2 separate regions of the Rattus norvegicus genome follow, and region 1 is linked to region 2. The links are chromatin contacts, called in public Hi-C maps. All regions are on one chromosome and are shown on one strand. Each heading gives the region's core, a stretch centred on a gene start, on an enhancer-like site or on the middle of the called end of the contact. The rest is flanking DNA. Distances are from core to core; before and after follow the strand shown. Region 1 holds the start of Ssr4 (signal sequence receptor subunit 4). Region 2 holds the start of Slc6a8 (solute carrier family 6 member 8).

Region 1 (4,429 bases), core at 1,116-3,615, 140 kb before region 2:
TTTAACCCTAGGAGTATTATACCCTGAAAAGTTCCAATTTCTTTTTTTAAATTTTTGGAAGAGCAGGTTAAGGGTTCAAGCTGGGGTTTTTCTACTTTAAACTCACAAAACACTCATACAGACACACATTCAGGTGAACTACAGCCAGAAAAAAAAGATGGAGGAGCCTGACCCTAGTTCCTTCTCCCATTCCAGACATTCATCCAGGAAACAGTGGGGTGTCTACCCACATTACTGCACGGAGGCAAAGCATACCAAGCAGGTCAGGAAAATGCGCTTGAAGTACTTGCTAGGATCTGGCCTCGCTGTGCCCTCATTTCTCCTGCACCCTGTGAATTGGAATCCTTATTCTCCCTGTTGATAGGATCCTCAGGTCACTGTCAACTGCCAGTGAACGAGTACTGCCACCCTCATCTCTTTCCCTGCACCCTCTCTGCTGAGTCCCCACTGTCTCACCTGGACCCTGTTTTTGCAGGTCAGTGAGATCTCCACGATGAATACAGTCTCTGTAGAAATGACGGCATCTGAAGTTGTATAGTAAGAAGGGGTGATCTGGGGTTCCAGGCAGGCCTCTGCTGTGGAGAGGAAGCAAAGCCAATTTATGTGTTCCAGGCAAAAGGCAAAAGGGCTTACCCTGACTCTACCTCTCAGACTGGTGAGCTGAGGATACATGAATGAATTCTTCTATTCCTGACAGAGGTGGAGTCTGGGAGATGGATCCTAGTACTTAGAAGTATAGTGGAAGGGGCCAGTGAGGGCTGTTGACACAGGCTAGTGTGAAGGGAAAGCTCTGCAGAGGTGAGCCTTGATGCAGCAACATGGGAGGTGCAGGCGTCTTTGAGGCAGGCAGGGGGCTGTTTATTAAATTAGTATCTGAATCTGTGACAGGGAGGCCACGAAGCATCTCACCTGCTTCTGGAGTACCCCAGAAACCCAGTGGGCCAAGGCAGCCTCAATTCAGAGCCATGTACTTCCTCAACAATCTACTGAAAGCATTCTGCAGCAGTGAATGGGGTGCTGTCAACATAGAGGGACTTTCAAGTCTCTAGACCCATCCAGCTGACAGAATGTCAACACTAGTCCCAGTGTTTCCTGACAGAAGTACACTCTGGACCCAAACACCAAACCTGTCCCTGTAAGCTAAACACCTCTGAAGGAAAGTTTACATCCTATTATTCTCCAAATGTGGTGTTTTGAAAGAATGGCCAATTAAGCTGGAGAAGACCTTGTACTGGCATGAATAGCAAGAGGAAAATGCCACGAATGGTTTTCAAAGGCCATATTCCACCAACACTTCTGTGATCTGCTAAGACATGCCTTTCCCTGTGGACACTATAGAGCCCCTAATAGGTTTTACAGTCAGGTTTGACTTTTTAAGACACTGTTAGCAACAGACTGGAGAATTCTCTGAAGGGTGAGTAGGAGGGATGGCCAGAATCTACCAGTATGTAAAGAAACCAAATCCTCCTTAGTTCAGGTTCTCAGGTCTGAGGGACTAACAACTTTCAAAACACATACCCGGCAGACTCCAGATTGAGCTCAACCCTACCACCAGATGTTACAAATGGCTCACAAGTATCAATGGGTCTGTGCACAGTTCAATTCTGCTAAGAACGTTGGGATGGATGGATATACCAGAGTCTCATGAAAAGTCGAGGCTCTGGACACTAAAAGTCCTTGGTCACTTCCCTGGCTCCCTATCTAACTTGCCTCCGTGCCCTTACTCTGATCTGCCTGGAGTGTTCTTGTTCCCTCTCTTAGCTTTCTGTCTTGGGGAAGCCTGGCCTATGCAGCATTGGTTCCTCGCTGCCAGCGCTGCTCTTATGCGACTACCTTCTGACATACACAGGAACCAGGGACATAGCACCTTCCCTGCTGGAGCTGGTGGTCGGAACATGGTGCTACTTTGGGGCTCTCCCAAAAATAGACAAGGAAGTTTCTTCCAGCAACCTGGCTGCCAGGTAAACGTGTTTGTGGTGCTTCGGTCGCCAAGACACGACACCCATCGGGGAAAGATAACACCGGTAGCGACGAGCCCAGGGAAGGACCAGATCCCCACCTCGCGCACACCCTTCCTCCCCCAGCACCACCAGCCAAGGGGCAGGGGTACGCCCGAAACAAGCTCCGGCCAGGCCGCTACCTGAGCAGCAAGATAGGCCGGACAGCAGGAGTAGCGCCAGGGCGCCGAAAGATGCCATCGCCGCCATCGCCTCTTCTCTGCCGAGGGGAAAAGAGAGCAAGCCGCCCTGAACATGCGGAGCAGACGAGGAAGCGCGACGCGTAAGCGGCCTCAGCACCCAATCGTGCGTCGGCGGGCTGGGTCGGGCATGGTGACGTCGCTGGCGGCACTGACGTGTCCGTTTCCCTAGCCAGGGTCCCAACCGGTCGCACTTCCCTCCTTCTCAGCCTTCCCCTCCCCAAGATGGCGGCAACAGTGCTACAGGCACCGGAAGGGGACGTAGGAACCGGTGTGACCGTGCGCGTGCGTAGTGCTAGCTTTTTCTCACCCCTCCCCCCGCACCCCGGATTTCTCGTCGTGCCGAAGTGTCGCGAGAACGGTGCTTAACGTTTTGACCTGTAGAGGTCCTCACTTTTCGTTATGGCGCTGAAGGTGGCGATAGCTGCTGGCAGTGCTGCAAAGGCAATATTCAAGCCAGCTCTCCTCTGCCGTCCTTGGGAGGTGAGTGATGAATGGAGGGTGGAACAGTTGCAGCGCTCACAGAGAGACTTAACACCCAATTGAGACCTAGAGTCGGGTAACCGCTCTTTGAGAAAATCCAGGATTCGATTGGCTGTGCAAGCCTTAGGAGGGGCGGGGAGAGGGCTGCACTCTGGGGTTCATTGGTCGCTTCTGCTGTCAATGAGGAGGTTGGCTGAAATTGACTTTGGTTTGGCTCCTCTGTGACTGGTGACAGGGGCTCCTCCAGAAGGGTTAGGAAGGTAGACCACAGTAGCTAGGTGTTCACTCCGTAGTGTCCTTGTGGAAGACCTTTTGAAGAGGCCATGTGTCCTAGACTATCTTGCATATATCACGTAGGCTGGTTGTGTCTGGTTTCCGGAGTCATTTCCTCCTTGGTTTTTCCTCTCTAGGACTGCTTTTTCCTAGTGGAGGTGAAAATCCACTTTATAACCCCACCCCCTTTTGTCTCTGTCTGTCTCTCTGTGCCCCACCCCCACCTCCCGGTCTCTGTCTCATCAGACACATGGTTTCTCTGTGTAGCCTGGGACTCACACTGTAGACCAGGCTGTCCTTGAACTCAGAAGTCCTCCTGTCTCTGCTTCCCAAGCGCTGGGATTAATTAAAGGCATGCACTGCCACCATCTGACTATCAATAATTCTTGATCCCTCCAGATCTCCTGCCTACCAAGCACCTTGATATTTGATTCTAGCCAAAAGGCCAACAAGCAGGCCCAAGCCCCTGTAATAAGAGTAAACCAGGGTTCTGAGACTGGAAGGCTCTAGGGCTTTGCTTTTCTGGCCCTTTCTTTGGAGTCTTGGTTAGGTAGTTTAGCTCCTGGGTAGCACTGCTTAGCACCAGAAAACCAATAACTAGCTTTGCAGAATAAGAGTTATGACCTCCAGGCCTTGCTCTTCCACTGACCCAGAACATGGCATTAGGCCAGTTCTCCTCTCCCTCTGGGTTCCAGTGAGGAGAGAGGACTTCATGTTCTCAAAGCATTTGCTGACTCTGACCTTCCAGAATGCCATGTTTTTTGCCTGCAGCCTCTTCTGCTTACCCTTTATCTCCTCTGTTGTCTGGGGAAGGGAGCTGCATATGCTATATGAAATTCTATTTAAAATAGGGACTTCTGGTTCAGCCAGGTAGCTCAGTGGGTAAAGACACCTGTGTCCAAGCTTGGAATACTAAGTTTGATCCTTGGAATTCTTGTAAAATGCAAGGAGATAAAGGACCCCACAAAATCATCTTCTGATTGCCACACATGTGTGCTATGGCTTCTTCCACATTGTTGAGGAAAGATGAGCAGTATATAGAGGATTGCCAGAGGCCCTGATAGCTCCAGCAGCTAGGCTTCTGTAAACTCTTAATGAAGAACTTTCCTTCTGAATGTTTGTGTGCCTTTGTTGGGATGGGACTAGGTGGCAGTGAAGTGATTGGTAACCAGGCAAGGCTTTGCCTTGAGAGTGATTGTTCTGGTTATAGGAACCCATGTAGAGAACCCAAGGTCTTAAGTCCTGCTAGTTGACATCCCCTGAGAAATCATGCTATCATTATTAGCAGTTGACCACAAACATGACAAAGAAAGAGACCTTAGGAAAATATCAAGTATGGGAGCCCATCAGCAGGAGATCGAACCACTTTGGACCTTTGTCTTTCTGCAGACTAGCTAAGGATGATGACTGGGCAGAAGACGTGTGCTTTCCTCAGCCTGCTTCATGCTGGGCTCCTTTGATTAGACAACCTGGACT
Region 2 (4,516 bases), core at 310-2,809:
CTCAGCTGCTTCAGCTCCCCAGAAATCCAGTACTGTTTTGCAGTCCCGGGACAGGCTAGTACCCACTGCTGTTGCTAAGCTGGGCTTAGGCAACTGGGCATGGGATGTGCATGCAGCCTGTCTAGTGGCGGCGCCAGGCGGGCCAGGCCGCAGACTTCCCAAGCCTGGCTCAAGCACCCAGTGTTCCAAGCCTGGGCCAGAGGGGAGGGGAGAGGAGAGAAGGGAGAAGAGGGAGGAGAGGGGAGAGTGTGGGGGAGGGACAGAGTGGCCCATTGTGTGTGTGTGTATTCCTATGTGCACACGTGGGGGGGTCCACACAATGTATCACTTGTGTGCCTGACCCATGGGGGCAGCCAGGGCTCCTCACCTCCTAGAGCCCCCTCCACTGGGGGCAGGCCTTCCCTTCCCACCTCAATGGCCAATCACTCCCAATGTGGACTGGAAGTCTGGGAGGCAGCCCCTCAGTTCATCTGGAAGCTCTCCTTGATTGCCTCCCCTCCACACTGCCAGGCACATGACCGGCGAGGGGGGTGGAGGCCGCCGTGCTGGGTCACCGAACGCTTGGTTGGTCAGGGGGCACCATGGCCCCCACCCGCTTTGGGCGGGCCTCCCCACCCTCTGGACTTTGCCCCACTGCTCTGGTGGGCCTGTGGCAGGCTGGGGGTGGGAACTGCTGATGAAGACAGGATGCTCGGGATAGGGGCTCTCACCTCCGCCGTTCTTGTAGCACAGGTAGGGGAAGCGCCACACGTTACCGAGGCCCACGGCGAAGCCCACGCACGACATGATGAAGTCCATCTGGCGTGTCCAAGTCTCTCGCGGCGGCACAGCAAGGCGGCTGCTGGGCGCCCCCAGGCCCGCAGGGCCATCGCCCTTGGACGGGGCACCATCGGGCCCGGACACGATGAGAGGACCCTTCTTCTCGTCTCCAGACACGCTATAGATACCGTTTTCAGCGCTCTTCTTCGCCATGGCCCCTGGGGCCGCGAGGCCAGGCCAGGGGTCGCGGCGTCTCGAGGGTGGCGAGCGGGCAAGGGGCTCCGGTGGCACCTGGAGAAAGGGCCCCGAAAGCGCGGGCCCGCCCGGGGGCCTCGGGGGCGGCCGGGCCGGGGGACGGGGCGACGGGCGGGCGGGAGGGGTGCGGGACGGCGGGGGCGGCGCAGTCAGAAGCAGTCCACGAAGCACTTGAAAGTGAGCCTGAAGAATCTCATGTGTGTCGGGGGCCCGGGAGCGCGCGGGCGGCGGCGGAGCCTGGCCGGGCGGCGGCGGCTCCCGAGACTCCTGCCCGCGGCTCGGGCGGCGGCGGCGGCGGTGGCGGCTGCAGCGAGGACTGCTCGCCCTGCCGGAGGCTCACCCTAGCGCGTCGCGGATGGCATCGGACGCCCACTGTCTGCAAGCGGCGGCCGGAGCAAGGGGCCTGCGGCCCGCGGCCCCGGCCCAGCCCCAAGCGGCTGTCCTGCTCGCCCGGGGCTCTGCTAGCACTGGCGGCTCCGGTGGTCTTGGGCACGACTAGCCCCCTCCTTCCCGGCGGCGGCGGCTACAGCCGCTCTCCGGGCCGCGGCGGACTCAAAGATTCGCCAGGGCACTCCAACTGTCTCTCTCTTTCCCAGCGCGACCCGCTGCTGCTTAAGAACCGACTCCTGGTGATGTCACTGTCGCCCCACCCCCACGAATCGGCTGGTCCCCCCTCCCCCTCCATCCCGCCCTCCCTGTCACTCCGCCTACCTCCTCCTCTGGAGGAGAGGCCGCTCCAGTGGGGAGCAGGATGGCTGCTACCTGGGGCGCTGGCCAGCACTTTCTTTTCAGTGGGCTGAGCCACCATTCGTTCCAGGATCACCTGGCACGGGTCAGGTCAAAGTCCCCTCTGGTTTTTCTGAACCACCAGGAAAACGGAGTCTCTAGTTGACCTCCAGATATCCTTAGTTCTTCCCCCTTCTCTCCACTCTTTCTAGCCTGGAATTTCGTTTCTCGGTGGAACATCCTTCACCAAGATTCGTCCAGCCTGCCTAATTCACTTCTCAATTAGGACCTAGGGAGAGTTGGATGCCCAGGTGCAAAGTTTCTTGGTCCCTACACCAAAGTAATTGCCCTGTGTGATTGCCTCCTGAAGGGTTGTCGCTGCGCTGACCTGGAGTGGGGAGATCGTCCTCCAGGAGTTCTGTGGAACTTTGCCAGAAGTATTGAGCTGTCTCCTCAAGACATTTAGGCCTCCTCAAAGATACATCCTGAAGGCTGAGGATCATGGTGTCAGCTCTGGGTGTGATCGATTTCTGTTTGTCTCCAGAATGGGCAAAGGGTAGCTTGCTTGGTCGAAGATCAAAGTTACAATTTGTGACCAAGGTAGAGAAGGGGACTTCTTGATAACTGGTCAGTCCACCTTTTGCCTGATGTGGGTTGGGTAGGGCATGTGATCTATAGATACTGGGGTAAGAATAGGGTAAGGCTGCCCCCTGGTGCCTAGTGGATGTACAGACCCTCCCTCTAAGCTCGGTAACCTGCCTGCTCTTCAGGGATGTCTAGGCTTTTCCATCCGCAGCTGAGCAACCTCGGGAATATTCCAAGACCAACACTAGCCTGGGGTGGACTAGGAAAATGAGGAGTGCCCATTTCAATCCCAAACTCCTTGATCTGATCAGACACCAAAGTCCCCAGATGGCTCATCCCATCATGTTAAGCCTGCAGCCATCCGGCAGATTTAGAAAGAAAAGCAGTTCCAGCCAGAGCCAGATTGAGCTGATAGGTGAGGGGAGAGGGAGGGGCAGCATCTACACCCAGGCTAGCAGGAAGGGCTCTCTCTCTCTCTCTCTCTCTCTCTCTCTCTCTCTCTCTCCCCCCCCCCTCCCTCACTCCCTCCCCCCACCCCCCTCATGTATGTCACACGTGCCTAGGTTCTGGTAGAATCTCCTTGCGCATCAGAGAACCCTAACTTGAGTCATCTTTGTCCCAGCCTGGGACCAAAGTCCTCCTGGAGAAACAAGGGCCATAGAGGAGTTACTCATAGCACACATATCCCGGAAGAGCTGGAGCCATCCAAGGAGCAAGGAAAAGGTCATTTAAGAGAGGAAAGAAGAGGATCCTAAGGAATGGGCGCAGAGGACTCCATTGCAGTATAAAGACCTGCAAAGGAAAAGGAGCTGCTGCAACAGTTATGTGGATCAGGTGTGGGCAGAGACCAGTCAATAACAGGAAAATCAGGCCGTAAAAGTGGGAACTGGGTGTGGGTACTTTTGGGAATTTAAGATCCTGCTTGTTCAGAGAGTAGGGATGGGAAACAGAACATAGTAGCCTGAGAAATATGGCACTTTGAGGAGTTGGTCATTGCTGTGTTGGGTGGGGGGGGTGGAGAGGCTTGGAGTTCAAGAAGTCAAGACTGAGTGCAAGAATGAGGGCATCCTCCATCCTGGGCCTGTGATGAGCATCTGGGTGAAGAGACATTTGCCAAACCCAAGTACAGGAATATAAGGAAGGAGTATCATCTTTATGTAGGCACAAAAAGGCACATTCAGGTACCAGTCACCCATGCTTAGGCACCTGGGATTGCCACTGCTTTTCTGGGCTCAGAAGGTAGCCAGGGTGGAGACAGGTGGGAAATAGAAATCTAAGGTCATTGAGGATAACCAATGTAACCTTGAGCCTCTACATCTCAGGGGCATAAGTTTGACAGGTCTCAAGACCTGATTCCATAGAGTATCATTTATGCCTTGTCTGGTAATGCTACCACCTTCCAGCCCCCCTGTAGTTTGTGGGTTACTGTAGATTCCCAGATCCCCTGTAGTTTGTGGGTTACTGTAGATTCCCAGCAGCCAGTCTTTCCTGCAGCAGTTTTCTTGCCTACCTTACCTTCTTAGGACCCAAACCTCTCCATACTCTAATGACTAACCCCAGGCTTAGGTTGCATGTTATGGTTTGCATATGCTCGGCTCAGGGAGTGGCTCTATTAGGAGGTGTGGCCCTGTTGGAGTAGGTGTGGCCTTGTCAGAGTACGTGTGTCACTGGGTGTAGGCTTTACAACCCTCATCCTAGCTACCTGGAAGTCAGTATTCTGCTATCAGCCTTCAGATGAAGATGTAGAACTCTTAGCTCTGCCTGCACTGTGTCTGCCTGGATGCTGCCATGTTCCCACCTTAATGATAATGGACTGGACCTCTGAACCTGCAAGTCGGCCCCAATTATATGTTGTTCTTAGAAGACTTGCCTTGGTTATGGTGTCTGTTCACAGCAGTAAAACCCTAAGACATCACGCTTGCCCATTGGGCATCCTGCAATGGTATTGATTCTATTTCTTTACTGACTTTTGGTTGATGGTCAGGGAGCTAAAGAAGGAGGCACTGTAAATGACTGTCCTGTTAGCTACCCATGAGCCATTCCCAAGTTCCAGAGCCTGTGCCTGTGGTGTGTGTTCCAACCCAGATACCTGATGGGGACATTTGTATGTTTAGGGAGATGTGGAACACTAGGGGGAACAAAAGCATTGGACTTTCTGATCCTGGGCAGGCTCTCTCCAGGACATGGGGTG

What was found. A called contact is a pair of places that touch in the nucleus more often than the background predicts.
Region 1: a contact with region 2 is called in a Hi-C map of mammary epithelial cells, with 2.6 times the contacts expected there. The contact joins the promoter of Ssr4 here to the promoter of Slc6a8 in region 2. A contact is called at or near these places in 2 of 12 Hi-C or Micro-C datasets (the A7r5 cell line and mammary epithelial cells).

Annotation. Positions count from the first base shown.
Region 1 is chrX:156,673,594-156,678,022 of GRCr8, reverse strand. It overlaps Ssr4 (signal sequence receptor subunit 4), which reads right to left and starts at 2,365. Exons shown (of 6, transcript NM_017199.1): 1 at 2,141-2,365; 2 at 457-575. The coding sequence starts at 2,207. It overlaps Idh3g (isocitrate dehydrogenase (NAD(+)) 3 non-catalytic subunit gamma), which reads left to right and starts at 2,541. Exons shown (of 13, transcript NM_031551.1): 1 at 2,541-2,680. The coding sequence starts at 2,600.
Region 2 is chrX:156,533,060-156,537,575 of GRCr8, reverse strand. It overlaps Slc6a8 (solute carrier family 6 member 8), which reads right to left and starts at 1,559. Exons shown (of 13, transcript NM_017348.3): 1 at 711-1,559. The coding sequence starts at 972.